Linked DNA regions of Mus musculus: regions 2 and 3 are each linked to region 1. The links are chromatin contacts, called in public promoter capture Hi-C maps. All regions are on one chromosome and are shown on one strand. Each heading gives the region's core, a stretch centred on a gene start, on an enhancer-like site or on the middle of the called end of the contact. The rest is flanking DNA. Distances are from core to core; before and after follow the strand shown.

Region 1 (3,107 bases), core at 539-3,038:
GGATCCCCCTTTCCAGGCCACTCCAGACTGGCTTGTCTCAAACAAGTCGGCCAGTAAGCAAGCAAAACGGGGCAGTCTTTGTTCTCCTGCACCTCTGAGGCAGGCATCTCTGGGAGCCCAGCTCAGGGTGTTTCCCTCAAATGAAGTGGCCGCTGGGTGGAGCAATGGGGCGACCATGTATCCAGGCACTGAGCCTCTTCCTCATCTCATTGCCTGTGGGAAGTAGGGCTCCGTGGCTTAGATCCAGAAAGGATGCTGAGTCTGCCTCTAACCCCTCACCTCTGTGACTGGATGTCACCCCATTTTATTAGAGCTCTCATAGAGATACGCTGGATATGGGGGTGGGGGTCACAGTGAATACAGAGCTCCCACCTCCATCTTCTGTACCCACGAGGATGACCACACCACAGCTTTTGCTATTAGACAATGGCTTGAATTTTCCCGAAGCCCAGTCCATCATAAAAATGGTACCTTCCTGAGAAGGTACCGCACTGAGAACCCACAGCCTTCCTGTGCAGCCCAGACCAGCCTTGGACTCAAAAGTCGCTCCCCACCCCCCCATCAGTGCAACTGACCAGGTGGGTGTGCTCTCTGACCCATGCATAATGTGGAGACCCTTGAAGGACACAATCTTCTCCCCTGGTAGACTGGGCAACAGCTCTGCACCCTCTTCCACCCTCTTGACAGTGGAGAGCCTTGTCCACCCTCTGCGGGCTGAGCTCACAGGTAGCACAGTGGAGATCTGGATTTGACCACAGTGTGAGAGTTCCACTCCAGTCATGGACTGCACGGCAACACACAAGCCCATTTCACCTCCAGCAACCTTGGCTGTTTGCTTCAATGTCTCCTCCTTTTAGTGGTTGGTGAATCAAAAGTCCTGGGAGATGAATTCCCTAAGACTGGCAGAAGGCCCAAGTCGGGACTCTGACCCAAGGACATGGGAAGTACATCTTGGCACTTAGCGGAAGCCCTGCTGTGAACCACTGAAGCTAGGGGCCTGAGTGTGAGCCATGGGGAAGGGATGGTTAGGAGCTCTGGCCACACACATGACCCATGTGCACCCACCTCCAGATGTGTAGAGATGGAGATGCATGCATGCGCGCACGCACATACAGGCACGAACACATGAATACACGTACACATACCTGCACACACACATGCACACACACACACACACACACACACACACACCAGCTCCAGGCTACAAGCCAAGAGTCCTGTGTGTAGATCCCACATGGATACAGATTAGGGCTTGGGCTCTCTCTTGCTCTCCAGAAAGCCTGGGATGTGAAGTTGTATATGAAATGAGAAATTAGGCAACCAGGTCCATACACTGGGCCTCCCCTTTCTCTGCACACCCGAATCGCAGGCCACCGGGTCCCTGGAAGCCCTCTGGTACCCTGCACCCTCAGCTGCGCTAGGTTCGCTCCACCTAACCTTCCCCAACAGCAGCTTGGTGCACCCTGTGGCCTCTATGCCAGGTCACTCTGGCCGAGGAGCCCCTGCAAGCCGTTCAAAGGCCTAGTCACCAGGCTATTGACCAGAGATCCTGGTTCTCTGTCCCAGAGGCCCCTGCTTACCTTCAAGAGTGGAAGGTAGGTGCCGGGCCTGCACACAGGCCTGGAGGCCTCTGTTTATCCAGGCCAAGGTCTTTCCACCCCCAACTGGCCAGCTTAGGTTGGATCAATGGCCTGGAGCCATGGCTGGGGTGTCTGGCCCTTGTCCCTTGTGGCCTGTGGCCCCAAGTTCCATGGGCCTCTCCTGTCAGGTCCAGGGCGACAATGAAACTGAACACAGGTAAACAGGCAGGAGGCAGGAGGCAAGTAGTTAGTGCCCGCCTCTCTAACCCCGCCCTGCCCCATGGGTGCCCAGGGGGCTGGACCTGCAGGAGCAGGAGACCTGAGCTCTCCCCCGGGGCCTGTTGCTTGGTGATATTCCTGCCTGGTTACAGCCCCTGGTCCCCTAACAGGGTGAATGGGAAACTGCAGAGGCAGATTCAGGTGAGAACAGGGGCTCACACAGCTGACACTGGCCAGAAAGTCCTGGGCCCGTGACTTCTGGGGATAGGAGAGAAGTGGGCCGGGGGAGAGGTGCACTTGACACTCTCTTCCATGAATCTAGGAATTACTGGTATTCTACAAAACCCTGCTGTCCACTGGCCACACATGTCCCTTGGACATGAAATAGAGCCAGAATGAGCAGAGATGGGCTCTTAGGTAAGACACGTTCCAGATCATGAGCAAGAAAAACAACATTATGAACTAACCAGTAACCCCCTGGAGCTCATGTCTCTAGCTGCATATGAATCAGAAAATGGCCTAGTTGGCCATCAGTGGAAAGAGAGGCCCATTAGTCGTGCAAACTTTATATGCCTCATTCCAGGAGAACGACAGGGCCAAGAAGTGAGAGTGGGTGGGTGGGGGAGTGGGTGGGGGAGTGTGTTGGGGACTTTTGGGATAGCATTGGAAATGTAAATGAAATAAATACCCAAGAAAAATAAATAAATAAAAAAAAAGTCAGTCGTTGCATTGCTCATTTGGGTACTGATTGCAGATTGAAATGTTAGCTTGGCTGCTCTCTTGGGCTAGAGGAGCTGTGCAAAGATGAGTCCCACCTACTTTTCTGTGTTTTGATGGGATCTAGAAAACTGAGGCGACAAGCGAGGCTCATGTTAGAATTAGATGGGACAGTGCTGCTGCAGAGGGACTGAGTCTCACCCAGACACGTGATCACCATGTAGCAGCTGGAGACTGGGGAGCGAGGAAAGAGAGTGTGCAAGCTGGGAAGGAAAGGATGGACCCTCACAGGGTCAAGGGTCAGACCTACAAGTTTGGGCAAGGGCCCAAGCAAGAGCTGTCAGGGCATGATGGTAAGGAGAGCTACCGGCCAGGTCACATGGTGTGAGCCAGGGGTTCCTGTAGAGAACTGTGTGTGAATTTGAGGCTCAGTGTGCTGTGAACATGTGTTTCCCCATGTGTGTGCGTGTGTGTGTGTGTGTGTGTTGGTGCGTGCACACCAGGCATGTAGGAAATATGTGTACAGTGTAGAGTATATGTGTGGACAGATGATGTATGTTAAGAATGTATATCTGGGGCGTGTAAAAATCA
Region 2 (3,285 bases), core at 718-3,217, 300 kb after region 1:
GAACCTTCTCCCTGGCTCTGGCTGGGGAATCCAACACCTCTCCTGCCTCACTGAGGATGGGGAGGCAGAACCTTCCACGCAGGTGGTCAGCAAGCTTAAGCCTCCTGGTGTAGCCTCTTAGAGAAGCTGGCACCTTGGACCTGGGTGCCTGATTGGCCGCTGGGAGAACCTAGGACACACATTTAGGCACCAGCCTCGCAGCCGGTGGCCCTGGACCGGCCGTACCCCAGTAACCCTGGCAGCTCTGATCTTGAGACCTGGTAGAGAAGGGGCCCAGCTGAGAAGCGGAGAGGGTGTACCTCTGTGCTATGCCCCATAGGCCTCCTGGGTGACTCTGGCCAGCCCTTCCTTTCAGGGCAAGGGCACCATCGCCGTGAGCAAGACGACAGGAAAGCGCCAGGGACCATGTGAGGCTTTACTCCCTGGTACACACAGACGCAGCTTCATAAACAGGAAGGTCTGTGCGGAGGGCCAGCCCTGCTGGCTTCCGTGGAGGAACCACGGTCTCCTCCAGACAAGAAGGGGGGAGGCTGGGGGGGAGGGGTTGGGGGCTACAGGGAGCTCTACCAGGGAAGAACTCATGCCTGTACCGGACATTATGCCAGGAAACGGGGAGGGGGAGGGCATCCTTTTCAGGTACCCCCACCTCTCCCTCACTAAACTACCTCCTCTCCTTGGCCTCCCCACCAAAGGCTCAGTCACTTCCGCTCACAGAGCCAGCAGCCACCATGGGGACATAGTGTGTGTGTGCACAAGTGCATGAGTTCTGCTACCTCCCCTGACGTGGTCCCCAATGCCCCCCATACCCACACCCATCCCTGGCTTTGCTTGATGGGGTCTTGAGTATGGGGAGAGAGACTCTGCTTTCAGGAAACACACTCATTACTCTCATGCCTTCTTATTACTGTATTTAGCATGCCTAGCCCTGTGTATGAGCACAGGTATACACACACACACACACACACACATTCCATATGCCTTGGCAGATCTCCCCTCACCTTGACCTCCAGCCCACACGACCTCACCCACTGCCTCCCATCCCAACCACAGCACAGGAAACGGAGAAGCTAGACAGGGCCCTCACACCCTGGGCAGCACAGCAGGGCAGGAACTGAGAGGAAGCCTCCCTCAAGCAGGCCCCACCTCCATGTCTCTCCAGCATCCACATCACACCCCTGCCTCACACAGCCCCATCCATGCCCAGAGCTGAGGTGCGCAGCTACTCGGTCCTGGTGGGTTTTCACCTTAACACCCACCAGAATCTTCAGGCAAGTTAGGGTCAAGAATCTAGGAGATGAGGGGGACCCAAGAGGAGCCTAGGACAGAGGTGCCACATGGAACCCAACAGAGATAGACCTGTGAGTCTAAGGAGGCCCTGGAGTGTGGCAGTGGGGATGGGGGTGGGCACGGAAGAAGTGGAGAGACCCCAGAAGGAACCACTCCCTGGTGGTCAGCTTTTCCCCAGACCACCAGGAAGACCCCTGGGAGCCCCCCAGCCAGGAGTGCTCTCTCAGACTTCAAGGCAGCCCCCGCCTGTCACCTGTTGCCTGATCCTGGAGACCCACGTGTCTAGTAGCAGGTCCAGGCGGGAGCGATGGAAGGCCCAGGTAGTCTTGACTGCGATGAAGATGTCGCCTAGCTGCAGCTCCAGGGGTCCTGGGTTCCGTTGGTTCAGCCTGAGCGCGCCCTGTATCATCCTCTGGGACAAACTTGAGTGGTATCGTAGAGACAGGAGCCCCACGCACAGGAGGGTAAAGAGGGCTCCCGCCATGCCCCGAAAAAGTCGGCAGTGCATTGGTAGCAGGCCCCCAGACAGTTCAGCCCCCGACTCCCCAATCAGTCTGGGGTGGGAGGCTGGTCAGGAGGGGGCCCTGGTACAGGCAAAAGTCTGGCAGGCATCGGGGGCACACACCAACGGGAAAGGAGGAAGCTGGGTCTCTGGACCCAGAGACTGAGCCACCACCGTCCTGCCAGCCGGCAGAGGCCACCAGCCCGCCACCTGCTCCTCAGCCCTCCCTCCGGGCCACTTAGCTCCTGGCCCCGCCCCTGCCTCAGCCCGAGGGGCGGGGCTAGGCCTGGGAAGCCCCAGAGGCAGCTGCTGGGAGCCACCCACTGGAAGAGGCACAGGGCCCTGCCAGCTGCTGCAGCCACACCAAACCCTCCACGAGGTGGGAAGAAGCCACTCCAGCCTTCCTATGCCTCACAGTCCTTTCTCTGGCTCCTAGAATAGCCAGGATCCTGTCCAGCCAGCCTCAGGTCCTGGCTCATTCTCCCTCCTGCTGGCCCTTCCCATCATCCACCATGCATCAGGCCTACATCTATCACAGGGCCATGCCCACCATAGCATGCTGCCTAGATTCTTGCTTTCTTTGAATCTTTACACAGACATTATTTCTGCCATGAGGCTTTTCCTGCCCATTTTAAACAGCCCTCCTTCCCAGCCCCCAAGCCTAGACCCTTCTAACTTCTTGCTGTATGGTGTATTTTACATATTTATTGTCTTACTTATGATACTACTGAGGCAGGGGGTATTCTCTTTTGTTGACTATCCAGAACCCAGTACGGTACCTGGTACATACTGGGCACTTGATCAATACTTGTTAATTATGTTAATTAAGCACAGGAAAGTGCTTGGTGGCTGTGAATGGATCTAAGCCTGCTAAAGGCTCCTGGAGCACTAGGACAATGAGGTGTCAGCCTCAGCCTGTCCCCTTCACAGCTCACCTCCTCAGAACAGTGCCACCAAGGAAAAGCCTAGGCTTGGGGCTGGGTTCAGATCCCAGCTAGGGCCACAACCTGGCTGTATGGCTGTCGACAAGATACCTCTATCATTTACGAAATGATGGTGAGGGACTCCAAGATGGCTCAGCAGGTGAAGGTGCTTGCCACCAAGCCTGTGGATGGACCTGAGTTCAATTCCCAGGGACATGCCCCCTCCAGCAAGTTGTTCCCTGGCCTTGTGTGTGTTGCCACAGCAAGTTGTGTGCATGCACATCTGACAGGTGTGCATCACCATAGCAAATTCCTTAAAGGGATCTCGGGGCAGGTGAGAGGTGAGAGGGCTCAGCAGAAAAGGCAGCTTGCTGACACGCTGACTGCCTGAGTTTGATTCCCAGGACCCACATGACAAAAAGGGAGAACGGCTCCTGAACCTTATATACACAGTGCACTCTTGCTATTGCATGCGCGCGCGCACACACACACACACACACACACACACACACACAGTGAACATTTTTGTAAGTGAAATTCTAACCTCAAAGCCCAAGGACACCTCTTCCAGTC
Region 3 (3,227 bases), core at 374-2,873, 510 kb before region 1:
GGACAGCCTGGTCTACAGAATGAGTTCCAGGACAGCCAGGGCTACACAGAGAAACCCTGTCTTGGAAAAAGGAAGAAAGAAAGAAAGAAAGAAAGAAAGAAAGAAAGAAAGAAAGAGGGAGGGAGGGAGGGAGGGAGGGAGGGAGGGAGGGAGAGAGAGAGAGAGAGAGAGAAAGAAAGAGTAGTAGTGAAAGAAAGAATATGTAGTGTAGTAGTGTCAAAAGGCTGGACCTGCCTGCATGGGTTGCTGGCTATAAGCTAAGCTCACAGGCAGTATTCAACACCACAGGACCATGGCGAAGGCAATAGAGCCTGGCAAATCCTGTACGATAAATTGCTAGATTTCCCCAAACATACTCAGCCACAGCTTTGTAAGGACGCACCTTAAAAAAGTTTTGCTTGGCACTGAACCCCATTGGGAGCAAGAAGTAGCCCCTTTCTCATTCTCTCCAATCTCGAGGCCAATTCGGCTGTGTCCTGAGGCTCCTTACCTGCACTGGTAAACCTGGCCCTTCTGGTCCGTCAGAATGAAGTAATGGCCGTTCCAGGCTTGTGGATCCTTGTCCAGGGTCACATGGGTGATGTTTGTGTTGTATAACACATGGAGCCCCAGGCGCCGCGCGAAGTCACCCAGGTAGCGCACCATGTCGCTGGCGTCGGGGAAGTAAGCCTGCGAGTAGTGTCTGAAGAGCAGGTGTGGGTCGTCGCTGAGCAGCGAGTTCCAGTCGTGGCGGAGGTTGAACTCGGCGTTGGCCTTGCCCGTGTGCCGCTTGTTGATGCTGATGAGCTTGCGGTGGCGCGGGTAGCGAGTGAAGAAGCTGCCAGGTGCGGACTCGCGTTCGAATACCTCGTAGTCCCTGCCGGCTCGATGCAGGAAGGCGGCCATCTGCAGGCCCGCAGGACCGGCGCCCAGGACGCAGTAGTCCCGGTGCGGACGGGAACACACTGCCAGGTGCAAGGCTAGGGCCACCAGCAGCCCCGAGGGACCCATCCTGCAGCACAGTAGAGGAGAGGCCTCGCACCTCGTGGCTGGCAGCTGGTGACAGCCGGCTTTCCCGAGGAACGAGAAACCAGGCGCTTGAGCCTCCCAGGGATCTGGAGCGGGGCTAGTACTGAACCCCGGGACCTAGGGGCTCATCTATCCCGTCTCCATCTCTTTCAGGTAGGATCAAGGGCCCACAGGAATTCTGAATCCCCAGCTCATCTCCATAGTCCACTTTCCTAGGGTGTCAGACTCCCTTATTGTCATGGTAATTTCCACCCCAAAGGAGAGGCAGTTTCCCCAATTTCCACTCATTTTGGATGTGCCCTGCATTTTGGGAGGAGGTCTTCCCAGGTGGACCCTTCAGAGGTTCTGGTTGGTCTACCCACCTTTCACCCTGGGGGTGGGGGTACGGGACCCTGAAGGAGGTGTGGCTTCTAAGGCCCCGCCCCAGCCCCCCGGATCACGTGAGGATGCCCCAGCACACCTGCCGCGGTCTCCGCTATCCCGCACTGCTTCTGGCGCGTGCGCGGTCCCCAGGCTGAGCTTCCGACCCGCACGCTGCCGCCACCGGTAGCCCAGCGATGCTCCCACGACAGGCTGCAGTGGAGGGAAGCTACGGCTGACTCGCGCCACAGCGGCCACGCCCCTCCCCACTCCGGGCCAATAGCAGGGGGCGGGTCACGTGTGCCACGCGCAGCACGCCGGGACTGGTGGGGCGGCCGGGGCGCGAGTGGCGCACACGTGCTGTGAGCGCTGTTTCTGAGGGTAGAGGTGCCTTGGGGAACAGCAGGTCCATGATGGGACGCCTGGCCCTTCCTTTTGATTTGTACTAATCCTTGTGCCAGAAGATGAGAGATTTTTGGAGAAAACCTTGCCATTTATATCCCTTTATTACTGTAGAAGACTGAACCTAATTGGCCAGTCAATTTTGTGGGACTGAGGAGAGGCCAAGACAGATGAACCAATTATTGTCTTAGAGTCTTGATCGTTCAGTTGTACGAAGGGTGGCCAAGGGAAGCGATTCCCAGCACTTTGTAACTGACTCGTCAATACAAAGTGACAAGGTTTGCATAAAACAAAGATAAAGCTAAGTGGGTTTTGAGACAGCATAGTGGCTCACTCTTGTATGTCCAGCAATCGTGAGACTGAGACAAGAGGACTGTGTGAAATCCTGCTTCAAACTCCCCAACCCAGAGGCTCAAACTGCAATTCTGTGTAGGAAGGAGGATTTGAATATTCAGGCTAGCTCCCTAGACCAAGTTACTCACCTGGCTAATTAGAATACTGTGTGCCTTTTGGAGGAAAGGATAGCGACCTTCACAAGGCGATGCAGAAGCTGAGGGTTCTTAGGAAAAACATCTGGGAAGGACTTTACCAGCTTTGCGTGACTGTAGCTGCTTCCCATTAAAAAGGAGCCTTGCTCCTGGAAGCCTAATCGGAACCCCGCCCACTTGCAGCTTCCCTCATTTGCCCTTAGAAATTTACGTTTATGATTTTCCTGGTGAAAGAAAGCACACCCGGAATGCTGGTGTTTTCTTTAGAGCCTGCACTAAAGAAATCCGCCCTGGGGGCAGACATAAACTTTAGTTTATTGTCATTGTGGAGACCTCAGCCCACAGGTTTAGTTTGGAGCTATCCTGGGTAGACAAGGTATCTCACCGAAAATAAAGCCGAGCATTTCATAGATACTGTGGAGAGGATGGGCAGGCACCAAAAGGAACTAGAAAGTTGGTCTGCCTTTGGTGATGGAAATGGAATGATCAGGAGCCCCACGCCTGGCTAAGGTGCAGGATTCCCAGCCATTGATCTACAGCCCACAGCGCAGGGCTACAGGAGCTTCTTGTAGGTGGATTGGACCAAGGGATCTGGATTCTGGGCCACTCCTGAAGCCCAAGACATTTGTCACACTATTTTATGTTGTTTGCACTCTACATTAAAATCTCAGTCAGGGCTGCTCCAAGTCTGAGATTCTCAGAAACGCCAAGGTTTCTGCTCAGCATCCTTTGCTGGCCTCTTTAAGTTAGTTCAATTATGTTGCTGAAACCTGCCTCTTTAGTAAGGCAATCCCCATCCTGTTTCCTTTTCTCCATAGCTCTGCTCCCACTCACACCCCAGTTCTGAAGGGGCAGGTGAGAATGCCCAGGCAGGCAGGCCAATTACTGAAGTGTTCAGCAGAGCACTCAGTCCACAGCCTTTAAACACATGTTCTTACGTGACACGTTGCTTTGTGCAGACTGGCTTGA

The links. Promoter capture Hi-C pulls out the DNA fragments that hold promoters and counts their contacts. Capture Hi-C pulls out chosen DNA fragments and counts their contacts.
Region 2: a contact with region 1 is called in a promoter capture Hi-C map of liver, with 2.7 times the contacts expected there. The contact joins the promoter of Mfng here to the promoter of Tmprss6 in region 1. A contact is called at or near these places in 5 of 39 promoter capture datasets (the 3T3-L1 cell line, the SN4741 cell line, embryonic stem cells and 2 more), 1 of 484 Hi-C or Micro-C datasets (bone marrow-derived macrophages), 3 of 115 datasets of contacts at active chromatin or transcription factors (large pre-B cells, memory CD8 T cells and pancreatic cancer cells) and 4 of 9 other capture datasets (adipose tissue, embryonic stem cells, liver and 1 more).
Region 3: a promoter capture Hi-C map of stem cell-derived epiblast-like cells shows a contact between it and region 1, with 4 times the contacts expected there. The contact joins the promoter of Foxred2 here to the promoter of Tmprss6 in region 1. A contact is called at or near these places in 1 of 39 promoter capture datasets (stem cell-derived epiblast-like cells) and 1 of 115 datasets of contacts at active chromatin or transcription factors (bone marrow-derived macrophages).

The regions. Positions count from the first base shown.
Region 1 is chr15:78,466,846-78,469,952 of GRCm38.p6, forward strand. Tmprss6 (transmembrane serine protease 6) reads right to left here and starts at 1,789. Exons shown (of 18, transcript NM_027902.2): 1 at 1,581-1,789.
Region 2 is chr15:78,771,478-78,774,762 of GRCm38.p6, forward strand. Mfng (MFNG O-fucosylpeptide 3-beta-N-acetylglucosaminyltransferase) reads right to left here and starts at 1,968. Exons shown (of 8, transcript NM_008595.2): 1 at 1,541-1,968. The coding sequence starts at 1,795.
Region 3 is chr15:77,955,099-77,958,325 of GRCm38.p6, forward strand. It overlaps Foxred2 (FAD-dependent oxidoreductase domain containing 2), which reads right to left and starts at 1,624. Exons shown (of 9, transcript NM_001017983.2): 1 at 1,469-1,624; 2 at 491-991. The coding sequence starts at 990.